Linked DNA regions of Mus musculus: regions 1 and 3 are each linked to region 2. A link is a contact called in public Hi-C and promoter capture Hi-C data. All regions are on one chromosome and are shown on one strand. Each heading gives the region's core, a stretch centred on a gene start, on an enhancer-like site or on the middle of the called end of the contact. The rest is flanking DNA. Distances are from core to core; before and after follow the strand shown.

Region 1 (4,667 bases), core at 638-3,137, 170 kb after region 2:
CAAGATGCAGAGACACCTTTGAGAGAAACAGGCCAAGTGGGCAGTTCAAACAGCGGCCCAACTCAGCTGGAAGCTGAGCACAGGCTGGGCTAGGGAGCTGGTTCCCCAATCTGACCAGTGAAGGCTCTCAACTTACAACGAAGGAGTCCAGGCGCTCTTGTAGAGCCTGCCTCACTAAAAGAGCAGAAGCCCGTCTGTCTCTGACCACTGAGACCGACCTTACAATATGACCTAACTTAGGAAATGTAGCCTTTAACCAGGATTTGTTTACCTTTCTGATGATCCAGTTGATAACAAGCATGTTGTGTGCAGAGTATTTTCATACCCCATCTTTTCCTTACCACAACTACTTGATGAGAGAATATTACTCAAGGTTAAAGTTATAGCCGGGAAAACAGTCTCAAAGTCAAATAGCTCCTAGGTGTAACTGTTTCTTTTTTAAAATGTTTCCATTTATCTTATTTATTTTTTGAGCCAGGACCTCATCACATGGTAGCCCAGGCTGGCCTCGAATTCTACATTCTATTGCCTTAGCCCACTGAGGCTGCGTATTAGAAGAGCCCACCACCATACCCAGCTTATTACTCCCCACACATAATTGCACATCTGTCTTGTTTTGTTGTTTTAAGTAGTATACATGTTCCATATTATCAATACGCCTCTGCAATGAGTTGCACGGTCCATGGAGAACCACTGGCTCAGGAATGGGCCATTAACACAAATATAACACATTTTAATTCTAGATTAATCTGTCACTTCCAACTACACATTAGGTTTTTTGGGGGCGTGGGGGTTGGGGCTGACACTGGGTAGCCCTAGCTGTCCTGGAGTTCAATATACAAACCAGGCTGACCTCGAACTCAGAGATCCTACTGCTATTGCCTCCCTAGGGGCCGGGATTAAAGGCGTGTACCACCTGCCCCTCTTTAATGGTTTTGAAGCAAATACAATGTTAACATCCAGTAAGTTATTTGTCCCAAATCCAAATTCAGTACAATAGAGAAAGCAATGTCAACAATATCAAAGTTAAACCTATTGTTAGTCCATCTACCAAACACTAAACCTTTATCTTTCCTTTACCTTGGCTAAGGGAGAGGGACGGAAGATGAAGACGCGGGGCTGCAGTGGCTCTGTCCAGCCAGACAGGGGACCCGGTGGCCCTCAAGAGTTGTGCGATCAACTCCGACCGGCGGAGGCGCCCCTCGCCCCGCAGTGGCACCTGCCAAGCCGGGATAGTACCCAGCTCACTTCGGTACCTCCGAAGCGGGTCGAGCTCCGGAGAGCCCTGCTTGTCCCCACTTCGAGGAGACCCTCGGCCCCCACCGTGCTCACCTCCTCGCTGTGCGTGGACGGGCACTTTTTTCGCAGGCGGCCCCAGTTGAGCAGGTTCCCGGTCTGCAGGTGCAGGGTGCTGGCCCGCGCCAGGAGCGCCCCGGCCGCGCGGCTGTCGGTGCCCATGGCAGCTGCCGCCGGAGGGGACCGGGTAGCGCCGGAGCCGCGGAGAGATGGCGAGCGGGCGGGCAGGCGGGCGGGCGAGTGGGCAGACGGCTGCCTCGCAGGGCGCGGCGGTGCCCCAGGCCCCAGAGGAGAGCGCGAGGCTGCCGACTCCGCGCGGCCACAGCCCGGTGTGCGCTCGGGCCCGAGGAGGCCGGGCGGCGACGGAGAGGCGGTCCCGGAGGGAGGGAAGGAAGGGAGGGAGGCGCCGGCGCGGACGGTCGCTGCGGCTTCTGCGGCCGCCACCGCCGCCGCCGCTGAAACGAGGGAGCTGTTTCCTGGAAGACAATGACTAAGCAGAAACCTCACCCGAGAAAGTGCTTCGTAACCGTTACTCGTCCCGCGGCGGGCCAGGGGCGGGGCGCAGGCCCGCGGGTGACTGGCCCTCGGCCTGCGGCGGGCGTGGCGCCGGGCGGCCGGGAGCGGGCGGCGCCGCGGGGGAGAACAGCGCGCGGACGTGCGCCCCCTGCCGGCCAGAGCGCGGCGCGCGGCCTACGCCGCCAGCGCCTCGTGAGAGTTGACGGTGCGCCCGGGAGCGCCGCTCAGCCAATGGCCGCCCGCGCTGCGGCCCTGGACACGCCCTCTTCGAGAGGACCGCCGGAGGTCCATCCTCCCAGGCCTTGAGAGCGTGCCTGCTTCTGTGTCTAAGGAGCTGATGCGATGGCGCGAGTGTCTCATTGCCCGCGCCCCGCTCTGTTTTTTAAATTTATTTTTATTTTTTCCTTTTGCTTTGCTTTGCCCAAGAGTCTTTCCCCCAAACTGATCATTCTTCTTCCAGCGTGTTGATTTACCTATTTGCTGGTGCTGTATGAAACCAGAGAGTACAACTTTAATTTTCCCCTTTCAGAAGCCTAATCCTTCGAGAGAAAGGCCTCAGCCCATGAAACATTAAACAATAAAAATACCACGGGGCAGTTAGTTTCCAGGTCAGTTAAGCATAAGGAACAGATGGTAACAGAGAACGTTTTATGATTCACACTTTTACAAGTTGTTCGTGATTCTTCCCCATTCCCACTGGAGATGGCTGGGTATAATAGCAAACTGACCGTTTATTAAAGTTTTACCCAGGAAACAAACTTTTTAACAAACCAGTCAGGTATGTTAGAGCCAGGTGAGATTTTCATTATAAGGCGGCAAAATCTTTTCAAAAGAAACATGAATCTGAGTTGGTAAACTACTAAGAAATAGGAAAGGCTGGAAGATCGTTCCAGAAAAAGTGAGGCTGGTGTTGGGTACATCTTTGTGCACATCCAATGAGCAAGAATCCATGGAGAAGAGGTTTCCCAGGAGCAGCCCCTCACATGGCCTTACTTAAATATAAACAATTGATTCTTCTGATGAATTTTTTATGGTCATTGTTAGACTTTTGATTATATTCTCTTAAAAGTCCATGTAAATATTTGGTTAAAACTTAGTGGTCGCCGGGTGGTGGTGGCACACGCCTTTAATCCCAGCACTTGGGAGGCAGAGGCAGGTGAATCTGTGAATTCATGGCCAGCCTGGTCTACATAGAGAGTCCCAGGACAGCCAGAGCTAGGTAGAGAGACTCTGTCTCAAAACAAACATACAAAAATATTGTTTATTTGTGTGTATGTGTGTTTTCTTCCATGAGTTTATGGGCACCGTTCAGGGCCCCTGGAGGCCACAGGACATCAGATCTGCCGTTGGGTAGGTAGTTGTGATGAGTTACTAAGAGAAGGTATGGTGAGTCCTTAGTTCAGTACTTGGCTTATAATAAATGTTCAGTAAGTGAGAACTACTATTTATGGTGCTGGGGTCGAAGGCTTACACATGCGTTCTGACAGTGGGCATCCCTAGCCCTCAAAATTGTTGTTGTATTCTACTCTCTCCTGTTATAACCTGACTATCACAGGCTGGCACACTCAGGAGTGCACGGAGGACTTCACGTTGTTTCTGAGATGTACATTTGTAGACCCTTTGAGACCACACGTGGTAGCACGCGCCTACAATTCCTCCACTCGGCAGGCTGAGGCAGGATCCTCGGAGGGAGGATCAGGAACCCAGTGTTAGCCTGGGCTGTGGAATGCAAATACCTACTTTAAAACAACCAACGGACAGGTGGGCGGAGGAACCTAAGCGCTGTATTTTAAACTCTTTACTGGTTCATATTACAGGTGATTTAAATTCTTTAATGTGTCTGTGCATGATTTATATGCTTTCAGTGCCTTGCATATTTTACTTAATAATACTGTTGCTGTAACTCCATGGTTTCTTGGTGAAGAGAAAAGTAATCTACATTTCCTTTGGCTGCAGAAGAAAGGGATACAAGCCAGAAGAACTTGGCTGCAAAGTCATTGTGAGTCTGCTCTTTTGTCTCGGGGAGGGGGGGGGGGGAGGTGCCTTGCTTCCTCCTTGGGTACACTGTAAGCTTTGTTTTCAGGAGCCTTAACCCTCTCCTGGGAAGGACCAACAAACAGAACTAAGGGGTGGCGGGGATACATGGAAAAGTATACGCTCTGAGTCTATTCACACAAACTAATTAATAAACAAAATTAAACTACCCATTAGGAAAGTACAAACATGTAGTAAAACCACAAATGTGCAAAGAAATTATTACCAGGGTGTAAAACAGAAGAATGGGTGGTGGGGGCTCCAGAACAATTGAGACAACCTTTGCTTAGTAGTTATTTGTAACTCAGCCTTACACAATTAATGCACTTTGTCTAGTTGATCTATTGTAATAAAAGTTTTTTTTAAAGAGCTATTTTTTAAAACCTCTTGGTGGCAGTTGGGAGTGACGGGTTTGTAGATGAACTATGATAGTATAAATGTCACAGCACAGGACAGATAGGGCTGCGATTGGAGAAGCAGCCAGCAGCAATGCTATTTATCCCCAGTCTCCAGAACAGGACGCAGAGCATGCTGGGTAGAGGTGAGAGGCCAGAGTCAGAAAGACACTCAAGGCACAGCGACTGAAGTCAGCTGAAGGGATAGGAGCGGTCCCTAAGCTAGAATCTGCTCTAAGGAAAAACAACTCTAATTTGACAAAGTGTCCAGGGCACCCCACATGATTTGAAGTGAGGGGGCGGGGGAGAGAGGCTGGGAGAAATGAGTTACCTACGCTCTAACCATCCATGCAGAGAATGTATTTAGGGCATGAGGAAGGATGGGAAAAGTAGATTGTGAATGCTGTGTATGTTACTCCATGTGAG
Region 2 (4,746 bases), core at 53-2,552:
AAAAGACTCTCTGAACTCCGGGCTCTACTTTCCATCCCTAACTGCTGTAGGGAAAAACAAAACACAAAAACAAAAACTGAAAAAAAAAAAAAAAACTAGACTCGGGCTACTCCCCCTTTCACCTTGCCTCAAACAACCGTTAAACCTTAGTCCTGTGACGCGCTGCCCCACATCACCGGCTCGCTGCCTTTGCCACCTGCCCTTCAAAAAGAGTCTACACCTGATTAAAGTTTTTAAGTGGCCACAGGCTAAGCGAGTAAAGGAAGATGGGCTGCGACCCGTCCCTCCCTCCTTTTGCTTTCCCCTCTCCGACTCAGGGGGAAGCACACAACCAACTATTCATTCTTTCTCAACAAAGGGAAGGCGAGGGGAGGGAGATGTTGTCAACAGTTACTGGGCAGGCTCCTTCACTTTCTTTGCAAACTTCCCAAGAGATTAGTGGAGGAAAGCCTCGGGCTTCCAGCAGAGGCGTCTGGGCCAGCTCGTCTACCCAGCTTAGAGCGGCCTTGGGCAAAACCGAACTGGACTAGCAGGAGGGTTCGGAGGGGTCCAGAAACCAGCACCCGGGAAGATTCCGCCCCGGAGCCCAAGAGTAGATGGGGATGCTCGAGGCACATCACCACGCTCCACTCCCGAGAGTCCCGGGATCCGAGGACCCCCGAGGGCACAAGTCTCACCCTCCCTCCCCCGCCACACACACTTTGGTCACCCCCACTCCCACTCCCATGTCTAGTTTGCGGGGGCTCGGGGGTACAAACAGACGGGGGTTGCGCTCTTCCCCATGCCTAACTTTACTCTAAAGAACTTCTCAGTCCTGTTTCAGTCCGACCGAGGGAGCTCAGGAGGCTGAACAGGAACGCACGGGACACACTCACCTCCCCGCGCCGCGTTCGGAGTCCGGGATTGCGGTTCAGCGCCGGGCTGCTCTCACCTCACCGCAGCTGCTCTCGGAGCTCGGGCGGCTCATGGTCCGCGGGCGTCCGCCAAGAGGCTGGTGCGGCTGGCGGGTGTGCACGGCTGTCCCGCTCCGGCTGCTGCCTGGCCGGGCGGCTGCAGGCTCAGCTCTGAGCCGGCAGCGCGCTCTCTGGCCCTCAACTGGTGATTTGCGGCTTCGCGGCCCCACCCCGCCCAGCCGATTCGCCGGGCTGAGCCGAACCCCGGCGACTTTTACATTCGGTGACCTCGTCTGGCTCTCCTCCGCCCGGATTTGAGAGTTTTGACTCCCCCTTATCTTCCCCCGAGAAGCTAGACTTCAAGTGTAGCTCAACCTCTTCCTTACTGAACCTCACTCAACCGGACAGCCTCGCCTAATCCACTCCTCCCCCTTCCCGGCGTTATTTAATTACGCAGCAGATCCGCCCGCTCTGCAGACACCTGGCTGGCTTTCAATTTAAAAGGCTTTCATGGGACAAAGACCAAGGTAACCACAGCGAGCGAGCCGGGAACAGGCAAATCAATCACTCTCACACGTGCACGCAGAACTAGATGGCTTCGTGAACCTACATATGCTGTTTATCAAAACCTAGTTATAAAGTCATCTCTGCACTATCTGGTGGCTTGGTTTATGCCAAAGATTGCTGTGGTAACGGTGGGAGTACAGCACACAGTTCAATATATGATACCAGGTCATAGAATCATGATGCCCACCCCACCCCACACCCCAAATCAAATCCTGAGGACTTCAGATCTACATATAAAAGGTAAAACGGTAACACTAAAGAAATTATCAAACAGAAACCAAAAGCAAAACCAAACAACAAACAATAAAAAAAAAGGGCTGTAAAGATTCCTTAATTAAATACACGAAGCACTAACGCCAAAGGAAACCCGCTTGTTAACGTAATTGTCATTAAGAGCTCCTCTACGCAATTCATGCAGCCGATAAAGGAAATGTATAGAAACTATGTAAGGAACACCTTCGGATCAGATGGATAAGACAGAAGGCTCCACAGGGAACAGCCCAGGTATTTTTATTTACACAGTGTCCTGCTTTGCTTCTCTGTTGCTGAGATGAACGCTATGATCGAGAGCAGCTTCAGAAGTGTTTGTTTGTTACAAGGCATCATTGGGCGAAGCCAAGGCAGGAACTCAAGCAGAGGCAGTGAAGGGACAGAGCTCACTGGCTTGCTCTCCAAGGTTTCCTCAGCTTCTTTATGCAATCCGGGCCCACCTGCCCAGGGCTGGCACCACCCACAGTGGGTCGAGCCTTCCCACATCAAACGTTAATCAAGAAAATACCTCTCCCACATGCCCACATGCCCACAGGCCAATCCGATGGAGGTGATAGGTTCCCTCTTCCCAGGGGACTCTAGGTCAGTGGCTTTTTTTTTTTTTTTTTTTTTTGGTTTTTCAAGACAGGGTTTCTCTTGTAGCCCTGGCTGTCCTGGAGCTCACTTTGTAGACCAGGCTGTTCTTGAACTCAGAAATCCTCCTGCCTCTGCCTCCCGAGTGCTGGGATTAAAGGCATGTGCCACCATGCCCCCGGCAGGTAAGTGGGTTACAACCCCCTTGGGGGGTGGGGGTGAGGGGGCCTAAAGACTCTTTCACAGAGGTCACATATCAGATATCCTATATATACAGATATGATGTAAATACCAGGTATTTGCATCATGATTCATAACAGCAGCAACATTACAGTTATGAAGTAGCAACAAAAACAATTTTATGGCTGGGGGGAGGGGGTCACCACAGCCACTGTGTTAAAGCGGGAGAACCAGCCACTGTTCTAGAGTGTTCAGACTGACAAAATTAACCACCACAGACAGGCAACTGGATGGGCCAAGGAAAGCAAACAGGATATGTCTTTAAACGAATCAAAAGACTCTGCAGCTACAGAATGGCCAAAGTAAAAACATCCACAGACAGCTTTAACAACAAAGTATTAAAAAAACAAAAAGAAAAACAAAGACAAAAACAAAACAGTAAATTTGAGGAACTTTGTGTTTTTGAAAAAAAGAAAGAAAGACAGAAAGAAAAAGGAAAGTCTATCCGTTGATGCAGCACCATCGATGAACCATTATATTTGCATCTTGGGCATCCTGGGAAGAGCAGAGAAAGAGGCAGGGGAAGGAAATGTCCTGGATCTGAACTAAGAAAGGAACACCCTGACCCTTGGAGCCCAGAGAACTCCAACAGAATAAATACAACTACAAACTTTAAAAGCAGAGCCCTGACCTGTGCTCGGGTGCGTATTACCTTCACAATAACCCCGCTTAACCCTTCACCGATGTCACTGGTGAAAGGGCCACTGGTTTAGTTTTGCTTTGAAGTCGCCTTTAAAAGGTGACCTGGTTCCAGAACATTAAGTTTGTTCCAGTGGATTGTGAGTCCGAGCCGGCAGAAGACGTTATCGCACAATATTCAAAAGCTCTGGCCTTGTCTGTGGGTGCAAGCTCGTAAACAGCCACGTGTAACAGCAGAGTCACGACAGTAAACTCTCCCAAGACTGCACTACAGCAGTCACAATGCACTATCAGCTGACTGCAGGAACCCTGCTCAGCTCTGCTGAGCTCCAAGCTCCACTGGAGCAAAGACCTTTTATTTTGTTTACTGTTTTCTGACAAACAAACGGAGCTGACTGTAGGCTCACATGTCAACTGACTGGCCTCAAAGATGTGAATACCATTTCGTAAGACTTTACAGAGGCCTTTCATCTTTCTTTGTCAAGTTTTCTTTTCCCTTCAAACTATAAGAATGTTTTACTGATTAGAAGTTTCCCATTCATCTAGTGTGAATATGTGTGGATTATTATACAGTAACAGGAATTAGTAAGAGTGCAATTTAACGGAATGAAAGAGTAATATCAGTTTTGGTTAGTATTCACCTAAGCCACAATTAAAACTATGTGTCTCTTTCTGTCTCTCCCTGTCTCTGTGTCTCTCTGTCTCTGTCTTACACACCACTCACACACACACACACACAAACACACACAATTGTTCCTCACTACCCAAGTGAGGAAACACTCTAAGAAAACCCACAAACACCAAATCCATAGATGCTCAAGTCCCTTATAGAAAATGGTATGCTATTTACATATATCATCTGTGTGCTCCAAATCTTCTATAGCTTATATACCTAGTATAATGTAAATGTTATGTATATACCTAGGTTGTATTCCTAAGAGAATGACACATTCTCATTTATTTTATTAGCATATATTATATAAAATAATGAGCTTTATTATATTTTCATATGTGAATATAATAATCACATTCACCTCCCCCTTTAACCCTTTACTTTCCACTGGTCCCTCCTACTTCCCAACTACAGATTCTTTTTTCTAAAGACAGGGACTCATGTACTCCAGGCTGGCTTGGAGTTTACTATGTGAGATCCTGCCTCCCAGTCGGTGCTGGGGTTACTGGTGTGCACCACCGTGCCTGGTTTACACAAGATTGGGGATTGGATGCAGGGGTTTGTACGTGTCAGACAAGAAATCTCCCAGTGAGCACATCCTTAATGCATCCAGATGCATTTCTTTCTTAAATCTTAAAGGTTTACATATATTATGTATATGAAACCTTTGCCTGCATGTCTGTATGTGCACCGTGTTTATGTCTGGTGCTCTGATAGATCAGAAGAAAGCACTAGATTTCCTGAGCATTTCTCTTATTTCCAAGTCTCACCTGGAACAAAGAATACTGCAATGAATAAAACATGCAAGTTTATCCACGAAATAAATTTCCACAACTAGAAATTACTGATTCAAAGAGTATATGGTTTTTTTTAATTGTCATAAGTAATGGC
Region 3 (4,491 bases), core at 1,887-4,386, 220 kb before region 2:
GCCCAGACTTTCACAGGACTGAGACTTGACAGGCTTGTGGACAAAGGTGCCTGTGCCAACACATGGTGTTGCTGGAACACTGCAGACTCCGGAACAAGTATACTCATGACGACCCCTGGTGGCACTGGGAAATGGTATGTGTCCCAACAGGTGACCCTAGGTTGACAATTGGAAGTTTGGGGACACAGCGTAATTAAGAACCGGAGTGACAGGCGGGTGAAATGGCTCAGTGGGTAAGAGCACCCGACTGCTCTTCCGAAGGTCCGGAGTTCAAATCCCAGCAACCACATGGTGGCTCACAACCATCCATAATGAGATCTGACTCCCTCTCTTCTGCAGTGTCTGAAGACAGCTACAGTGTACTTACATATAAATAAATAAATCTTAAAAAAAAAAAAAAAAAAGAACCGGATTGACGACCCCATTACTTGGTGACTCCTGGACAAGGCAGGTGTGTGAAAGTCTATTCTTGCGGTGTCCTGTGGCTGTCCCAGGGCATGGCATGTGTGCAGACAGGCCAGTCTAAACCACTCTTGTGTCCGTGCTAGAACCTGGCCGGTGTGTGAACAGCATGTACAACCCACTAAATGGCAGCACCGGGACACGGAGCATGTGCAAGCAGATGTGGTTAGGCCATCAGGTGGTGGCATGCAGGGAACATGGCAAACATGCAAACAGGCATGCACACAGTACTCCTGGAACATGGAAGGTGTAAAATCAGGTATACCCAGGTCACCAACTTGCAGCACAGGGACATGGCAGACATGAGAACAAGGGAACCCAAGCCATCACAATGCTAGAACACAGTTGTTGTGCAAACAGGAGAAGCTGTGTACTGAGAACTGAAGCGTCAAACTCTGATCCCGTCTGGTTATCACAAAGAATAACTTCACCTCTAAGCTAAGATGTATGGAACTGTCTGGAAAGTCTAAAATTCTTTTTATTTTCCTTAGAGGAATTTAAAGAAATTATTTTGTTTGAAGTGTTTGTAGATTATGCTGTCTTAGACATTACACTGCAGGGCTAATTACTGTCCTCAGAGATGGGATTAATATGCCTTTGTGACTGACCTGGCTCAAGTCCTTGAAGATGTTATCATCTAGATTGGGAAATTCCAGTGTACTGACGTATTCAAAAATAGACACAGATTTGGAAGGCCATACCCAAGACTCTCAAGAAACAGGAAACACATTAGCCTACATTGAAGGAAATTAAGTTATAAAGTTCAGAAATAATTTTAGGGTATGATACCTCTTGTTTTAAAGTCAGATAATTTGGCTTTTAATTTTAGTATTTATTGTGACAGGTGTGTACCATGGCACATCTGTGGAAGCCCAAAGACAACTTGTGGGAGCCGGTTCTCTCCTTCCACCTGCTGGCACCAGAGAGTGAACTTAAGTTCATGGCTTGGCAGCAAGCACCTTTAATTCCCTGAGCCATGTCACCTGCCCACAGCTAGGCATTTGCAACTACAAATACCGAGCCAGCAAAAGATGACTCAGCAGCTAAAGATGCCTGCTACCATGCCTGATAGCCTAACTCCAACTCCTAACTCCAACAGTTGTCCTTGGAATTGCATGTTGTGACATGCATATGCCACACAACACACACAATAAATTAATAAACACCCTAATTAATTAATAGAAATTTAAACTGTGGATCTTACTATTAAATGTGTGGAAACAGGATTCATGTTTGGCTGACGACCATCCTTTCCTACCGTGAGGAGAGGGGAGTAGCCCATAGGGCGCCCAGACATATTTACATGCAAAATACTCATACACACAAATTAGTTAATTTTAAAAAGTAACATGGACAGTGATAGGGAACACACCTGATGTCAACCTCTGGACCCAACATCAGCATATATGTGTTCACATAGACTCATATGTGTATGCATGTGTATTCCTGACAGCCACTCAGCAGCTCACAACTCACAGCTAGCTATAACTCCAGTTCCAGGGGATCTGACACCCTCTTCTGGCCTTGACAGACACATACATGGTGAAGAAACAGACATGTAGGCAGAACATCTGTATACACAAATTAATATATATATGGTAGATATATACACTATATATAAATATACATATACATGCACATATATATAGCTTGTCTGATGTAGTAGGGCACACCTTAATCTAAGCATTCAGGAGGCTGAGATGGGAAAATTCTGAGTTCTGAGCCAGCCTGAAACATCTAACTAAACTCTCACTAAACCACAGACACATCTAAAGCAAACCCGAGCAGGTCAAACAACACCCCCAACGCCATCTTAAGAATTCTCTAGTTAGACTCTAGTTCAGGATTACTGAGGGAGAATTAGAGCACTACCTCCCAAAGAATACACGAAACACTTAGCAATGGCCTCTAGAGATTGCCCAGTTTAAAAACCGAAGAACCCCAGAATTGCTGTCAAAAGAAATTCACTGCATCTCTAGGGCATGGGCTCCTCGCAGTGTCCAAGTTGGCTTTGTGAATATAATCAAATGCACTGCATCGTGTGATCTGTGCCATTTCTTCCCTCTGGACGCATCAGGCAAACCAGAACACTAAGAAAAGGTAATAAACAGATTTCTCTTTAACAATCTATGTGCACAAATTTTTTTATTTATTTACAATCTGTATGCAAAAAAATTTTTTTATTAATTTATTTATTCTTAATTATATGTATGCGTGTCTGTGACTGTGTGGGTTTCTGCATGTGAGTACCTGTGGAGGTTAGAGAGACTGGAGAGAGAGGGAGGGAGTTACAGGTCGTTTGTGAGCTGCCTGGTGTGAGTATGAGAATCAAACTCAGGGCCTCTATAGGTGCAGTAAGTGCTTTTAACCATTGAGCCTCCTCTTCAGTCCACATAAACAGGTTCTTTGTTTTGTTTTGTTTCCTCGGATTGCATGTTTGCCTACAAAGAACCGCTTGGCTGCCAGTTTTGCTGAGATGGAAAAAGGTCCCAGTAAAGAGACACCCTTTCTGCAGTGAACTCCAGAACAATGATCCCGGTCGGGGCTGTTCAAGCCACGCTAGCTGGCTTTCCCGTCGAGGAATCTTAGAAAGCCAAATGGCATGTGCGAGTTAATAAGCAGCAGTGAGAGCAGGTGGCGTGTCACCTTGAAGCTGGGCAGATTCTTAGGTCGCCAGAACACGGGAAGTCTCCAGGAGTGGCAGGACATCCGGCTGTTGTTATTCTTGGCCCTGCCCAGTGCAAGCAGAGAAAAGGCAGCTCGCTTATTAGGGGTATAAATAAAGGCTCAATTACCTCTTGCCGTGCTCTGGTGGCCAAGAACATTAATTAAGAGTCTGCTGTTCTGAGCCTGCAATTGCAACTGAACCCCTTAGGAACTTCCGGTCTTGCCCACTGCTGACCACTGAGTGCTTTGACTGTTTTAAGTTCCAAACAGAGCATCCCTGCCCCAGCCTGAAAAGAGTCAGTTTACTTTTTGACTCTTTTCCTGGGAGACTCAAGGGATAGTGTGTATTGAGTGAAAGTTGTATGCATTTGTGTTTGTTTGTTTGTTTGTTTGGGTAAATGCCCCTGGGAACTGTGTGTACTCTTAACGTTTAAACACAACACACTAAAGAATTAGAAATGCTGACACCCTGGGCCCCTGGGGGAGGCCTGGATACTGCTAGGGTTCATTACTGTTGTTTTGTAGTTGCAAACTCTTTTAAGTAAACAAAACGTGAACCTTGTGAGAAAAATCAGCTAGCACAAAAGAGTAGCAGAGGGCAGGAAGATCGGCTCAATCTCTTCATCCCTCCGTCCCTGTTTTCTGTGCATCCCTTCCAAAAGCATTCTGTTATGTGGTCTTTAAGGGCCTATTTTTTTCTTTTTCCTTTCCTTTCCTTTCCTTTCCTTTCCTTTCCTTTCCTTTCCTTTCCTTTCCTTTCCTTTCCTTTCCTTTCCTTTCCCTTCCCTCCCCTCCCCTCCCCTCCCCTCCTTTTCCCTTCCCTTTTTCTTCCTCCCTTCCTTTCTTTCTTTCATTCTTTCTTGTTTGTTTGTTTGGTTGGTTGGTTTGGTTTGGGGTTTTTTTGGAGTTTTGAGACAGGGTCTTTCACTCTTGTAGTTCAGGCTAGGTTCGAACTCACTCTGCACGGGGGCTGTCTCTGACCTGAGAATAGTAAGGCTACTTCACTCTCTAGGTGCTGGACTACAGATATGCGTGGCCACACACCCAAGCTCCTCTTCCAGACAAAAGTGAAAGCGTCCTTACTCACTGTTCTGAACCTTGTCAGATTTTTTTTTTTTAATTCATTAAAGTTCTCCAAGAGATTTCTAAATCTTTATTAGGAATCAGTAATAAAGGCCTCCCCTCTGTTCCCCAGGAAAAGCACGACAGACACATCTATTAAAAATATTTTATAAGCCAGGCTTGTTGGTGCATGTCTGTAATTCTGGGACTTGGGAGGCAGGAGCAGGATAATCAGGAGTTTAAAATCGTCGTTCCCTATGGAGTGGGTGTGAGGCCGCCTGTGTTACAAGGAACCCTGTC

The links. Promoter capture Hi-C pulls out the DNA fragments that hold promoters and counts their contacts. Hi-C and Micro-C count contacts between places; a contact is called where the count stands out from the background.
Region 1: a contact with region 2 is called in a promoter capture Hi-C map of neutrophils, with 2.7 times the contacts expected there. The contact joins the promoter of Gclm here to the promoter of Bcar3 in region 2. A contact is called at or near these places in 4 of 39 promoter capture datasets (3T3-L1-derived adipocytes, liver, neutrophils and 1 more), 5 of 484 Hi-C or Micro-C datasets (embryonic stem cells, liver and uterus), 2 of 115 datasets of contacts at active chromatin or transcription factors (bone marrow-derived macrophages and embryonic stem cells) and 3 of 9 other capture datasets (adipose tissue, liver and pancreatic islet).
Region 3: a Hi-C map of nephron progenitors shows a contact between it and region 2, with 4 times the contacts expected there. The contact joins the enhancer-like site here to the promoter of Bcar3 in region 2. A contact is called at or near these places in 1 of 39 promoter capture datasets (embryonic stem cells), 1 of 15 datasets of contacts at CTCF or cohesin (the NIH/3T3 cell line), 10 of 484 Hi-C or Micro-C datasets (the C2C12 cell line, LSK cells, cerebral cortex and 4 more) and 7 of 115 datasets of contacts at active chromatin or transcription factors (the 230-238 cell line, astrocytes, embryonic stem cells and 3 more).

Annotation. Positions count from the first base shown.
Region 1 is chr3:122,242,777-122,247,443 of GRCm38.p6, reverse strand. Gclm (glutamate-cysteine ligase, modifier subunit) reads right to left here and starts at 1,887. Exons shown (of 7, transcript NM_008129.4): 1 at 1,333-1,887. The coding sequence starts at 1,458. It overlaps Gm46822 (a long non-coding RNA gene), which reads left to right and starts at 3,072. Exons shown (of 6, transcript XR_001783970.1): 1 at 3,072-3,573; 2 at 3,678-3,811.
Region 2 is chr3:122,416,313-122,421,058 of GRCm38.p6, reverse strand. It overlaps Bcar3 (breast cancer anti-estrogen resistance 3), which reads right to left and starts at 1,302. Exons shown (of 12, transcript NM_013867.3): 1 at 876-1,302.
Region 3 is chr3:122,634,091-122,638,581 of GRCm38.p6, reverse strand. No RefSeq gene overlaps it. Among named protein-coding and RNA genes, the nearest start is that of Gm43568, 6.6 kb to the right of the region's middle. Within about 2 kb of position 3,136, at least 37 of the 459 cell types and tissues checked have an H3K27ac peak or open chromatin away from gene starts, as enhancers often do. A contact at or near this core is called in nephron progenitors, where this site is marked.